2 separate regions of the Mus musculus genome follow, and region 2 is linked to region 1. Evidence: chromatin contacts called from public HiChIP or PLAC-seq data. All regions are on one chromosome and are shown on one strand. Each heading gives the region's core, a stretch centred on a gene start, on an enhancer-like site or on the middle of the called end of the contact. The rest is flanking DNA. Distances are from core to core; before and after follow the strand shown.

Region 1 (5,940 bases), core at 2,946-5,445:
AAACAAATACATGATAAATCAATAGATATCAATAGGTATCAATAGGTAGGCCAGTTATAAGATAGATATTAGATAAGCATATATTTGCTAGATAGTATAGATAAGTGGATAGATGGATGGTAGATAATTTATAAGTAGATGATAAATATCTACACAGTCTTTTTGCAAGATAATTAAAACATGCCATCTATTTGCCTGCTAACAAAACCCTGTAAAGGCATTAACAGATAACTCCAATCTTTAAATAAGAACAATAGCAACAACTAAAGTATACACAGTACTTGGGGATGAGGCATGAGTTACTATGTTCTCTAGAGAGAAACTTTACCAACCAATGATGAAATCTTTGGTGGTGACTTTAAATGAAAAGACATCTTTAACATATTTGTGACCACATATCACAGGCTGCTAAAGTGCTCTGTGAGAGAAAATGTCCATGGTAAGGAACGCAGAGTAACACAGTTTATGACACTCTGCGTATGTACAATTCTGCATCTTGCCATTTATCTCTTCCATCCATATCACTGCTAGCTTGTATTTTAAAGACTAAGCAGTTTGATCCTGTTCAACAGAAGGAGACAGTTGAACATGATTGACACACAAAACATCCATGAATGGAAGTTTAGCTTAGTACGTATTATTAAATGATAAGTTACCACCATAATAGCGTAAGTTGTACATCTCTTTTCTGTGTTCCAAATCTTTGGATTTTTTCAAGTTATTATTATTATTATAATTATTATATTATTACTACTACTACTAGTACTACTACTACTGTGTTTGTGTGTTTGTGTTTTGGTGTGTGTGTGTGTGTGTGTACCATGACTTTCATGTGGGGGTATGTGTGTTTGTGTTTTGGTGTGTGTGTGTGTGTGTGTGTGTGTACCATGGCTTTCATGTGGGGGTATGTGTGTTTGTGTTTTGGTGTGTGTGTGTGTGTGTGTGTGTGTACCATGGCTTTCACATGGGGTATGTGTGTTTGTGTTTTGGTGTGTGTGTGTGTGTGTGTGTGTGTACCATGGCTTTCACGTGGGGTATGTGTGTTTGTGTTTTGGTGTGTGTGTGTGTGTGTGTGTGTGTACCATGGCTTTCACGTGGGGTATGTGTGTTTGTGTTTTGGTGTGTGTGTGTGTGTCTGTGTGTGTGTGTGTGTGTGTGTGTACCATGGCTTTCATATGGGGTATGTGTGTTTGTGGCATTGGCTTTCTGCTTCTACCATTAGAGGGTTCTTAGGATGAAGCCTAGGCTGCAAGAGTTGTGGAACAAAATGCCTTTACGGAATGAGCCGTCTTTCCAGACTCCATTTTGTTTTCTGTGGAGGCAAGTTCTCACTATGTAGCTCAGTATTGCCTTGAGTTCATAATGATCCTGTACCGGCTCCTGGAATGCTGTCACTACAGGCACACATGGTCATACCGGGCACTGTGCTTTACTTCTGGTCTGAATGAGTGGATTCCTGTACAGAAACCAGAAGACAATCACAAGAAAATAATCCATGTTCCAAAACTAAGCAAGCTGCCAAGTGTTCAGTATCATCAGTGAAAAGTCACTGTCTTTGTGAATGAATTTTTAAAACTAATAACTGAAAAATTGAGTGGAAAATTGAAAGCTGGTATGAGAAAAGATGATTTCTAAGGTAGGTTCTTTATCATTGCAAAAGTATTCTTCTATGAGAAATACAGATCTGAGGATATCGGGCAGCTGGGGATTGTTAATATTCCTTTTCATTTTTTTCCCTGAAAAAAAAAAAGATTCTGAATTTATATCTGCTCCTTAAAACATAAATTTATGCATCACATGATAAAATATTCGACCTTAGGGTCTCAGTTCTATCCTGAAAGGATACCTGGAGAGATGGAGTGGTAAATTGAATTTGTGGAAATATGGAGATTAAAAAAAATCAACATTCTAAAATAGGGAATAAAGAAACTTAAAAATAAATTAAGGTAGATACAAATGAGAATGATGTGGGGGCAGATATGAAGGGCTGTATGCTACCTTCAGAGACAATACAGACAATGCAATGCTGTGAAATAAGGAAAATATATGGGCTGCAGAGAACAACTTGTTTTCTGGCTCCAACTTTTACTAGGTAAATAGTACCCAACAAACTCTGTGGATTGCAACTGATTGTCACTAAACACATGTCCATTTTCTTAGGCTTCCCTGTGGTTTTATGTGCTGTCCCTATACAATGATGAACATATATCTTGTCCTTATAAAGGTTAGTCTGTATATGTTGCTGCCAGTAGAGACCCGAATGAACTTGTTCTGATCCCAGATAGGTCTTCGATGACACATTAAAGAAACCATTCCACCCAAGTCTAGTTTGGTGAACCAGCAGTTTATTGGAGTTCCCTAACAGGAGGATGTGTGACTCAAAGGCAGCTGTATCACCAAAAAGTTCACTCCAGCACGGGAGAGGATGATTCATGAAAGATGCCTCCCTGGAACTCCTGTAGTGGGACAGTCTCCTCTTCCCAGCAACTGCTTTTACTGCCTTAGGGAAGTGTCCTGCAAATCTGGTCCCTTTCTGAGCTTCCTCAGCCTTGTAAAGTTTCAGAGCAAGAAGGCCTTTATGAACCTTCTGCTTCCCTCCAAAAGGGTGTATTTCAGTATTGAGGAAATAGCTAAAAATACACATAGTATGTTTATAAAATAAAGAATTAGAACTTTCGTAACATGTATCTGAAAGAAATGTTTTAGTTTAGTGCTTGATGTCATGGCTGTCATGGTTTTGTTTCACTCCAAGACTTGAGCCCACATGAAAGAGCAGCCTAATCTTGTCTAATGTTCTTTCTGCATCTCACTCATCAGTGGAGAGAAAAGCATCCCATCACATGGTTCCTTGTCTTCCAGGATGACAGACCATAATCTCCCTTCCAATTTAACATAGTCCCTTTAAATGTATTTGACAAAGGTATGCCATATGTCGTACCCAATACAATCCATACCATATTTGCCTTTTACTCAAAATTTCCAGCTTAATAATCTTTTGTGATATTCATTTCCCTTGCAACAGATTCACATCCCATTATTAATGTCATGTGAATTAAAGATTTTATATATATATCTCACATGCATACATATACACACATGCACACTTGCATGTCCTTCTGTATCCAATTATTTGTGTGTTCTTTGGCATGCCCTGACCTATTTTCATATATTCATATATTAGCAATGAGCTCATTGCACGTGGGTATGTATGGGGTAGGGGGTGGGGGGTTGCTCTCACTCGTGGAGGCTTGTTTGGAAGCTAGAGGTAGACATCCAGATGTCTCTTTCAACTGCCTGTTGACCTTACATGTTGGGATGGAGAGTAGCACTGAGTATAGAGCTCTGCATTTTAGGAAGTTAGTGAATCACCAGGACACGAATGTCCACCTCTGGGTTCTCTGGTCCATGTCACCCTGCCTAGGGATGCTGGGAATCAAAAACCTAGTTCCCATGCTTATTCAGCAAGCACATTCCCTGCTAAGCTGTTTCCATAATCCTCATGAGACCATTTTAAGGCTTCATTCTAGCTTTTTAAACATATTTGCTCATCAATATATGTCATAAGATGTTGTTGAGCTTTGAGTAGCAACAGGGTTTGCACCCAGGTTCTTTACAAATTAACTGATGATACACAAGTAGAGTTTCTGCCAGATCCTTGTATGAAATGTGTAACTTCACCATAGACTCTCTTTATATTTACCTATATCGAAATGCCAATCACTTCACCAGTCCTACTTAATAGTACGCACTATATTAAAGTGGAATCCTGTCATAGAAATATTATATGCTGGGATGCACAAGTATGCGATGGGTGGTATCCCTGATACTGGAAAGTAACTGCTGCATGAGGTTTTTATTTTAATATAGAATGCTAACATTTGTTTTCCTGCAAGTTCTGAGAGTAAGGAAAACCAACTCAGCTGCAAAAACTTTCTTTCTAGGGTCTGAAAAAAAACAGAGTTTCTTTCTTTTAAGATGCAATATAGTTCCCCATTTGCATTTAAGGTCTCCCTCATTCACTGAGTTTAGAATGCACAGCAGCAACAGAAGAATAAAGTACCCCCCAGTCCTTGTCATTTCCTCATGGCTGGACACCCTCCACTGGGACCAGATAAAGAGTAGCATTATCTTCTGAGTTCCATTCAGCAGGGAGTTCTTCCTCACTGTGGATACAGCCCGGGTCAGTGGCTCTGTCTGCAAAAGGAGGCACCCCAGAGCCCAGGCTGGTTTGATCTCTGAGGCTGGCAGCCCTTGGCTACTCCAGGTGTTGTCTGAGCCAAAGAAGGACCTTTTTGTCCATTACTTACACACACACACACACACACACACACACACACACACACACACAATGTCTAGTCAGTCATGGGTCATAGTGTCCAAAGAAAGAAAGAAAACCACTTTATTTGTTTAGTTCCCAAAGGCATCATAGAATTTTCTTCACAATGGGAATACTCTAGCTGAGGAGGGCCATCTAAAACTTAAAACCCAACGAGAGAGCTCAGAGCTATATAAAGGAAAAGTTGCAGGACCCTGTCACCTGCTGCCACTCTTCCATCTAATAATAGAGCAGTTGCTAGTTCATGACGATATGCCAAAGGGAGGGGATTATGCAAGTGGCTTCACAATGGCAAGAAGTGGCACTTTGTTTTCTCCTGCTGCCACCCGACAAAGGAAGTAGTGAGAAACAGAATCTGTTCACTCCAGTAGCCATGGAGTTGAAGGGGCCCATCCTGGCATCCCGTCTGTCCCCGAGACAGCTAGTGCCCTCCCCATCCCAGGCTTCAGTATGTGTGCCCTTGCCCACCACCATGGTTCAATTTAGCTGGATACACCAGGCCTCCTACAGCACCTGCTCAGGCTCCTAAATGCCTGTTCTGCTGGGAATTGCGCTCTAGCTTCATCTCTGCTCTCTCTCTCCCTTTGTAATTATGTTTAATCCCACAGACACCTGCCTTGGCTTTGAGACGTCACTGATGGAAAAAAAAAGAGAGAGAAAGCAAGAGAGATGAAAAGACCTTTATATCCATTTGTATCCAAATCTGGCAAATAAGCACCACAGGCCAGGGTAATTACACACGTCTAGGGGGAAGTGTGAGAATCCATAGATGAGGGAGCTCAGTCTCACTCAGTTCTGTGGGTTTATCTTCATCTGGCTCCAAATTCAGACGTAAATAAAAGTAAGGAAAGCCACGTTAAGCCCTTCCACGCTGCAGCTCAGACAGCAGTGAAGCTAAGATCTAGGTGAGGTTACTATGCTTGCCACAGTCTTGATTTGCAGTATTCCTCACTTTGTTTGACTGTGGGTGGGGGTGGGAGGAACAAATGTCAAACTACATCACTGACTGAGACACTGATGAAAATTATACGACTCTAAACAGGAGGCTTCCGTGTAACCAGCAATCTGCCTCTCTCAAGTCACCCTGATTTAATTTTTTTTCATTAAAACTATTTTGAAATGGCTTTGACATTAACATTGCCTTTGCATCAAAATATAACATAAATGTTAGTCTTCTCTGAAATACTGAGGTTGAAATTAAACACTTTAGATAAACGAATTGTCCAGAATTTCTCTCCAGTGTATACTAGAGCAAAACAAGCATTTCTGCCTTTAAATGGGTAATGGCAAGATTCTAAGGAACATGGGATTTTTGCATTAATCAAAATATTGTGGGAGAAAACTCATATAGAATGTGGAAAATCCCAAAAGATTGTGCATTGTTCAAATAATATTTTCTTTAAAATATTTGTTTTATTTCTCTGTGTATGAATGTTTGAGTATATAATATAATATATAATACAATATAATATAATATATTACATATATTGTAATACATATAACAGGCACACGTAGAGACAGTGTTTCTTTACCTTGCCAGTTATCATGATGGAGCAATGACAGTTTAGATTGTTCTTCTGTAAGATGAAATAGCCAATATTTTT
Region 2 (5,593 bases), core at 1,606-4,105, 910 kb after region 1:
CACACACACACACACACACACACACTTTTTAACTGAAAAAAGGAATGTATATCATTAGTTTTCTCAGGACATAGAATTTCTCAGGGGGAAATTCTTTCCAGCTGTCAATTCCACACTAAACAATAAATACAAGGGAGTCGGGTTTTATTAACATTTATTCTTCTCAGGATTTACTGCTACCATAATCAGCCATCAGCATTTTAGAATAACTGTATATATATTTTGCCATATTTAACCATACAGTATTTCTATAAAATAAATAATTATTTCAATTTTGCTCTTCAGAATAATGGAGACCAAAGTAATTTAACAACTCCTTCTAGGCTACAGAATATTTAAATAGAAGAAGCTACAGTTATATACAAAGTAAACTTTACTCCAAAGCTTTGTTTGTAAATCCTAATTCAGTCCATGTGTTAGTATGGACTGAATACTTATTTGTTGAGAATACTGGAATGCTATATTAAGGACCTGGAATTTATGTTAGAATTTTACAGGTCCCTATAGTCATTCAAAATAAACACAAAGCCATGCTGTTGAAACATAAGAATCTCTCCTAGAGGGTTCTTTCAACCTTTTCATAGTTTTTAACACCACTGCTTTTTCTAGTGTAAACACTCACCAAATATGTATGATTGACTCTGCTAAATTCTTCTTCCAATGCATATAGCCATTAGAGCCCAAGCCCATGTAGATATGTATGTCCATGTCTAGTTTGAGTATTTCCAATAATACATAGACTCTTGCAGTAACAACATGCCTGTCAAAACATAGTAAAGGACCATATTTTGGGGAGAATTGCAGTGTTATTACCACTGACATGGGTATAGTGAATGAATGTCCCATAACTACTGCCTGTCAGAGCCTACTTCTATGTTGTCACCCAAATTAAATGGTACTGAGAAGCTGCTGTGGACTTGGCCAGCGATACATGTTAATGTTGATCTCTGATTCTCCAGATGGTAATTTCTACTCATGGGTCAAAAATAGTAATACAGCATGGGTTGAAATCATTTCTTTCCATATAGACTGTGGCTCTGCAGTTTCCCCAGATTCTCCTTCTCTGTGCAGAATGTAACAAAGATGATAACTCTTAATAAGGCACAGAGACTACAGAAGTAAGTTTACAGTAGTGGCAATCACTAAAATACTTGCCCCTCAGATGTGTTTCCTCATCCTCCTTTCCCTTCATGTTACTACTGAGATAAATTCATGCCATCTGTGACCTTTCTTAAGTATCTTTAACTCTTGCCAAAACCTACAGGTGGTCAGCAAAATGGCTTTCCCCCCCCCCAAAAAAAAAAAGCAAAAAAAAACCAAAACAAAACAAAACAAAACGCAACAACAAAAAACCCTAAACAACAGCAACAACAAAATAACAAAAAACAAAACAAAAAACTGAAGTGAAGACGAGGTGAATAGTAGTTTCATGGAAAATAGACCAATAAACCAACAAACCAACAAACTTCACATTATATGAGGGAACACAATAAAAGCTGTTGCCATACATTTGTAAATTTAAATTTCTTATTCTTGGTGAAATGTGTGTATGTTGTATATGATATATGTGAGTGGTAGTGAGCATTCGGGAGTTAGAAGACAACTTTCAGGAGTCAAGTCTCTCCCTCCACAGTGTTGCAGAGAACATCTTGTTTCTGATATGCTACATGCTCTAGGCTTGATTGTCTATAATTCTCCAAGCATCTTGTGTTCCCAATACCCACTTTGCCCTAAAAGTGCTAGAATTATAGATCATCACATCTAGCTTTCTGTATGTTCTAGGGATCATATTCACGTTGTTATGCTTGTTTGGCAAATGCATTTACCTGCATACCTGTCTTGCTGGCCTAGCTCATATTTCTTGCCTAGCCCTATGCCTATTTTCATGTAAGGAATTACTAGTAATATTGAAGAAAATCAGATCAGTAGGGCAATGCTTTCAAATAGTTCAAATAGTGATAAGAAGAACCATTGAAATAGCATCAAAGCAATTTCTATGGACAATTCTGTTTTGTTATGAGAACTTTTCTCTGAGGCACAACCACACAGGTGCATATGGTCCCAGGTGTCACCTTTGCCCTGGCATATTCTGATTTTAGGACACTCCTCTGATCTTCAAACAGACAATCTCATTACCTTGAAAGAAAGCAATTCTTGTTACAAACCATTAATTCTGTCTCTGCCTTTCTTCTCTGGTTATGTTTCAATAGCAAACCTGATGATGAACTGTTCTCAGTTTGATTTATTTATTTTAATGCTTTTCTCAGGCATTTTCCACTTCTGATCAGTTATTCCTACAGGCAAAGACTTCAGTTCTTGTTCTCATTTCAAGAAGTGAGATGAGCAGAGGCAGTGAACTAAAGAGCCCAGAGTTTCACTTCTTTGCATATCTTTATCCACACAGTGAATGTTGTATGGGCTCTGATGGCAAAGGCATGGGCTATCTTCCACAGTGCATAGATAAGGATTAGGTTTAATGCTTGAAAACCTTTAGGAATGGAAAGAAAGGCTGCATTCAAGGCAGAAATAAAAGGACCTATTCTCTGGCAAAACATAAAACAGCATCTGCTGCAACAAGCCCCAGTCTGAGCCACTCTGAGCAGCATCTTTTGTTACTCAAGGATGGCAGCTTTGCTGAGGCCTTTGAGGACATAAATAATGACAGATAAAGGGTCTGAGCCAAATGAGAAGCAGGAAAAAAGTCACAATTTGATGTGCAACTACTTGATTCTCAGCCATGTGAAAATAAAGAGAAGCTGACACTTGGAATTAATGAACCACCTCAGTAGCACTGGGTGACTAATTTACTATTTTATGCAGAAGAGCACACTACTAGAGCTGTCTGGTTTCCAAGAAAAGATAAAGCCATACATGTAATATACTCCTAGTGCGCCCAAATGGGCTCTCTGCCCTTGGTGTTGGCACTGTACCCTACTCCATTGACATTTTGGCAGGACTCACTAGCTTCTCTGTATGTGAGGTTCACGATCACAAAGCCCAGAAAATTCCCATTCAACTCACATATTTCAAGCAACAAATCATCTTTTTCGGTGCTTTTAACATGATAATTTCTAAGTATCCAAAGGGATAAGTAAAAACATGATGTTGGTCAGGTTTTAGACCAAAGAACTAAATCACTGACGTCACTTACTTTTGGTAGGTTATTAACAAAGCTTTTAGTGTGTCCAACAGATCATAAATACCATCAAAAACAGGTTGAACATTTTAAGTGATCAAGGGATCATTCTCCGCTCTTTAGCTTAGAAAATGGGAAACATGAAGCACATCCATACTTTATTATTTCATATTGATTCTTTAGTGATTCTCTTACATATCTTATTAAAGGGCTAGTAATGTTTTTTTTTTTCAAATTTTGAAGTGACTAATAGATACAAGCTTTACCATTAAAATGAATTTGTTGTACTTCAAGGATAATTTATGACTTTTTCTTTTAATGTCTGCACCATGAAATGTGCCAAAAAACTTTTTTGTCTGTTTATAAGTACCTATGTGCACTTTTTTAATGAGTTGCACATTTCTATTCCTCTTTAGAAGCCATCATAGTATAACATTTATTTTCATATTAAGAAATTCACTTAGGCATGATGTATGTTTCCAAAGAAGCAAAAGGCAATGATCTTCTCAGTTAAATGTAGGTTGGGAATCTCTCTGTTGTGTAAGGCTATGGTTTATCTTGCTCAAAGTAGATTACAAAACGAGGAACATAGATTAATGCAAACTAGTAGTGTGTGTGTGTGTGTGTGTGTGTGTGTGTGTGTGAGTGTGTGTGTTATTTGTCCTGTAGACCAGAGACTTAGGGTTCCTTTCCTCCATCCTTAACTGGGGAATTGTATATAGTGGACAGTTTCTGGTGAAAGAAAGAAAGTTTTGTTAGGGGTGTGACCGTTAGTAGATCCATCATGCTTCCGTGGCTGGCCCTACATCCAGGAGTATATAGTCAGTGCAATGAGAGAGATGGAGATGTATGTATGTATGTATGTATGTATGTATGTATGTATGAATGTATGCATATCAGGACACTAGGACACAAAGTTTTCCAGATAGTAGGAAATATCCAGTGTGTAAATAGTAGGTATATCTGAAGGGAGCTGAGGCAGACTTAGGGTGTTAATATGATCAAAATACATGGTATGAAATTTTCGAAGAAGTAATAAAAATGTTTGGAGAAAAAAGAAAAGAAACTTCTTCATTCAAGAAAAAATTTAATACATATTAATAAAATGTTAAACAAAAGGAAATATGCATAATTGTAATACAGATGCAATCAGAGGAGGAAAATTAATAAACAGTAGGTCTGAAGACCTAGCAGGGCTCTTTGTCTAATTACATATATTAATATTTATTGAACACTTTGTGTCATGTACTTTAGAAATTTTATCTCAATTAGTATTCATAGCAATTCTATGAAGTAGACATTATCATGCTAAATATAAGCATTAAGTGTCTGGGACTCAAAGAATATACAAAGCTAACCTCAGCAGTTGTTAGGTAGAACAGGAAGTTTTGAGCTCAAGTCTCCCTAATCCCAGGACCCACATTTACCATACTACTGGCTTTCAGCCAAATGAGCCACTCCAGAAAATACCCTGTGAACTTAGATCAAAATAGTGTTCCTTCAATTTGAGGTTATTTCTTGGGGGATAACAGCCATTAGAATTTTGTGTTGAGAAAGCTATGAACAAAGGTACTGTCATAGTCTACACCTCTAACACTCAAGTTCAGAAACTAAAATATTCCTGGGTTGAAACATACATCTAAATTGGCATTCATCTCCAACGCTCTTCTTCTTCAGGATTAGGTCTCAAATGTATAGAGTCCAAACACTGAAATGACATTAAATGTAATGTGTTTATCAAGGAATCGAGTCATCTCATTTGCTATGCAGGAGGGCAAGTACGGGACAGAACAAGGCCACCCCAGAGGACTTCAACAAATTATTTCACTACATTACACAAAACATCAAGAATGTTAGGATGCTGAGAAATGGGTTTTTAATTCTTTCAAAAAATAGCACCAACCAAAGCAAATGGCATTTTTTTTTCTTTAGAAGAAAGAACCAATTGTTCAACCTATTCATGACCTTACAGTTAGTAAGACAAAGAGTGTATTCAAAGTGAATAGACAAGTTCCATTTCCCTCTCAAAAAGGGACCATTGCATGGAATGTTTTAGAGAATGTTTTAGAGAAGTCCTCTGTAAACATTATTTGTTCAAGAAGATGAATACTTCAGTGCATGATAAGGGTTTATCGGATATTTTTGGAATTCTAACCATCTATTCATATATGTGTGAAACCATAAAGCCTTTTTGAATTTGTCCTCTCCTGATCATGGATACCAGTGCTATACCTCTGCATCTGGGTAAACAATGCATCCTTTACAGATCTGACATCTGAATATTTATTCCTCCCAGTGTTTTTCACAAGTCCTTGAGTTTCTCCAGTCCCTGAAGCCAGCGTCCCTTTGAACCACATCCAAAAGTTGCCATACTTTAAGCTGGTCCCTGCTTTTGATAAACTGGCTCTTTCATGGAACTTCATACCTCTCACTGAGAAGAAAATGAATCTTAAGTAT

Evidence for each region. HiChIP or PLAC-seq counts read pairs in DNA pulled down with a chosen protein or histone mark.
Region 2: a contact with region 1 is called in an H3K27ac HiChIP or PLAC-seq map of oligodendrocyte precursor cells, with 5 times the contacts expected there. The contact joins two enhancer-like sites. A contact is called at or near these places in 3 of 115 datasets of contacts at active chromatin or transcription factors (astrocytes, oligodendrocyte precursor cells and stem cell-derived neural progenitor cells).

Annotation. Positions count from the first base shown.
Region 1 is chr13:25,746,431-25,752,370 of GRCm38.p6, forward strand. No RefSeq gene overlaps it. Among named protein-coding and RNA genes, the nearest start is that of Gm11351, 220 kb to the right of the region's middle. Within about 2 kb of position 4,196, at least 33 of the 459 cell types and tissues checked have an H3K27ac peak or open chromatin away from gene starts, as enhancers often do. A contact at or near this core is called in oligodendrocyte precursor cells and stem cell-derived neural progenitor cells, where this site is marked.
Region 2 is chr13:26,654,631-26,660,223 of GRCm38.p6, forward strand. No RefSeq gene overlaps it. Among named protein-coding and RNA genes, the nearest start is that of Hdgfl1, 110 kb to the right of the region's middle. Within about 2 kb of position 2,856, at least 44 of the 459 cell types and tissues checked have an H3K27ac peak or open chromatin away from gene starts, as enhancers often do. A contact at or near this core is called in oligodendrocyte precursor cells and stem cell-derived neural progenitor cells, where this site is marked.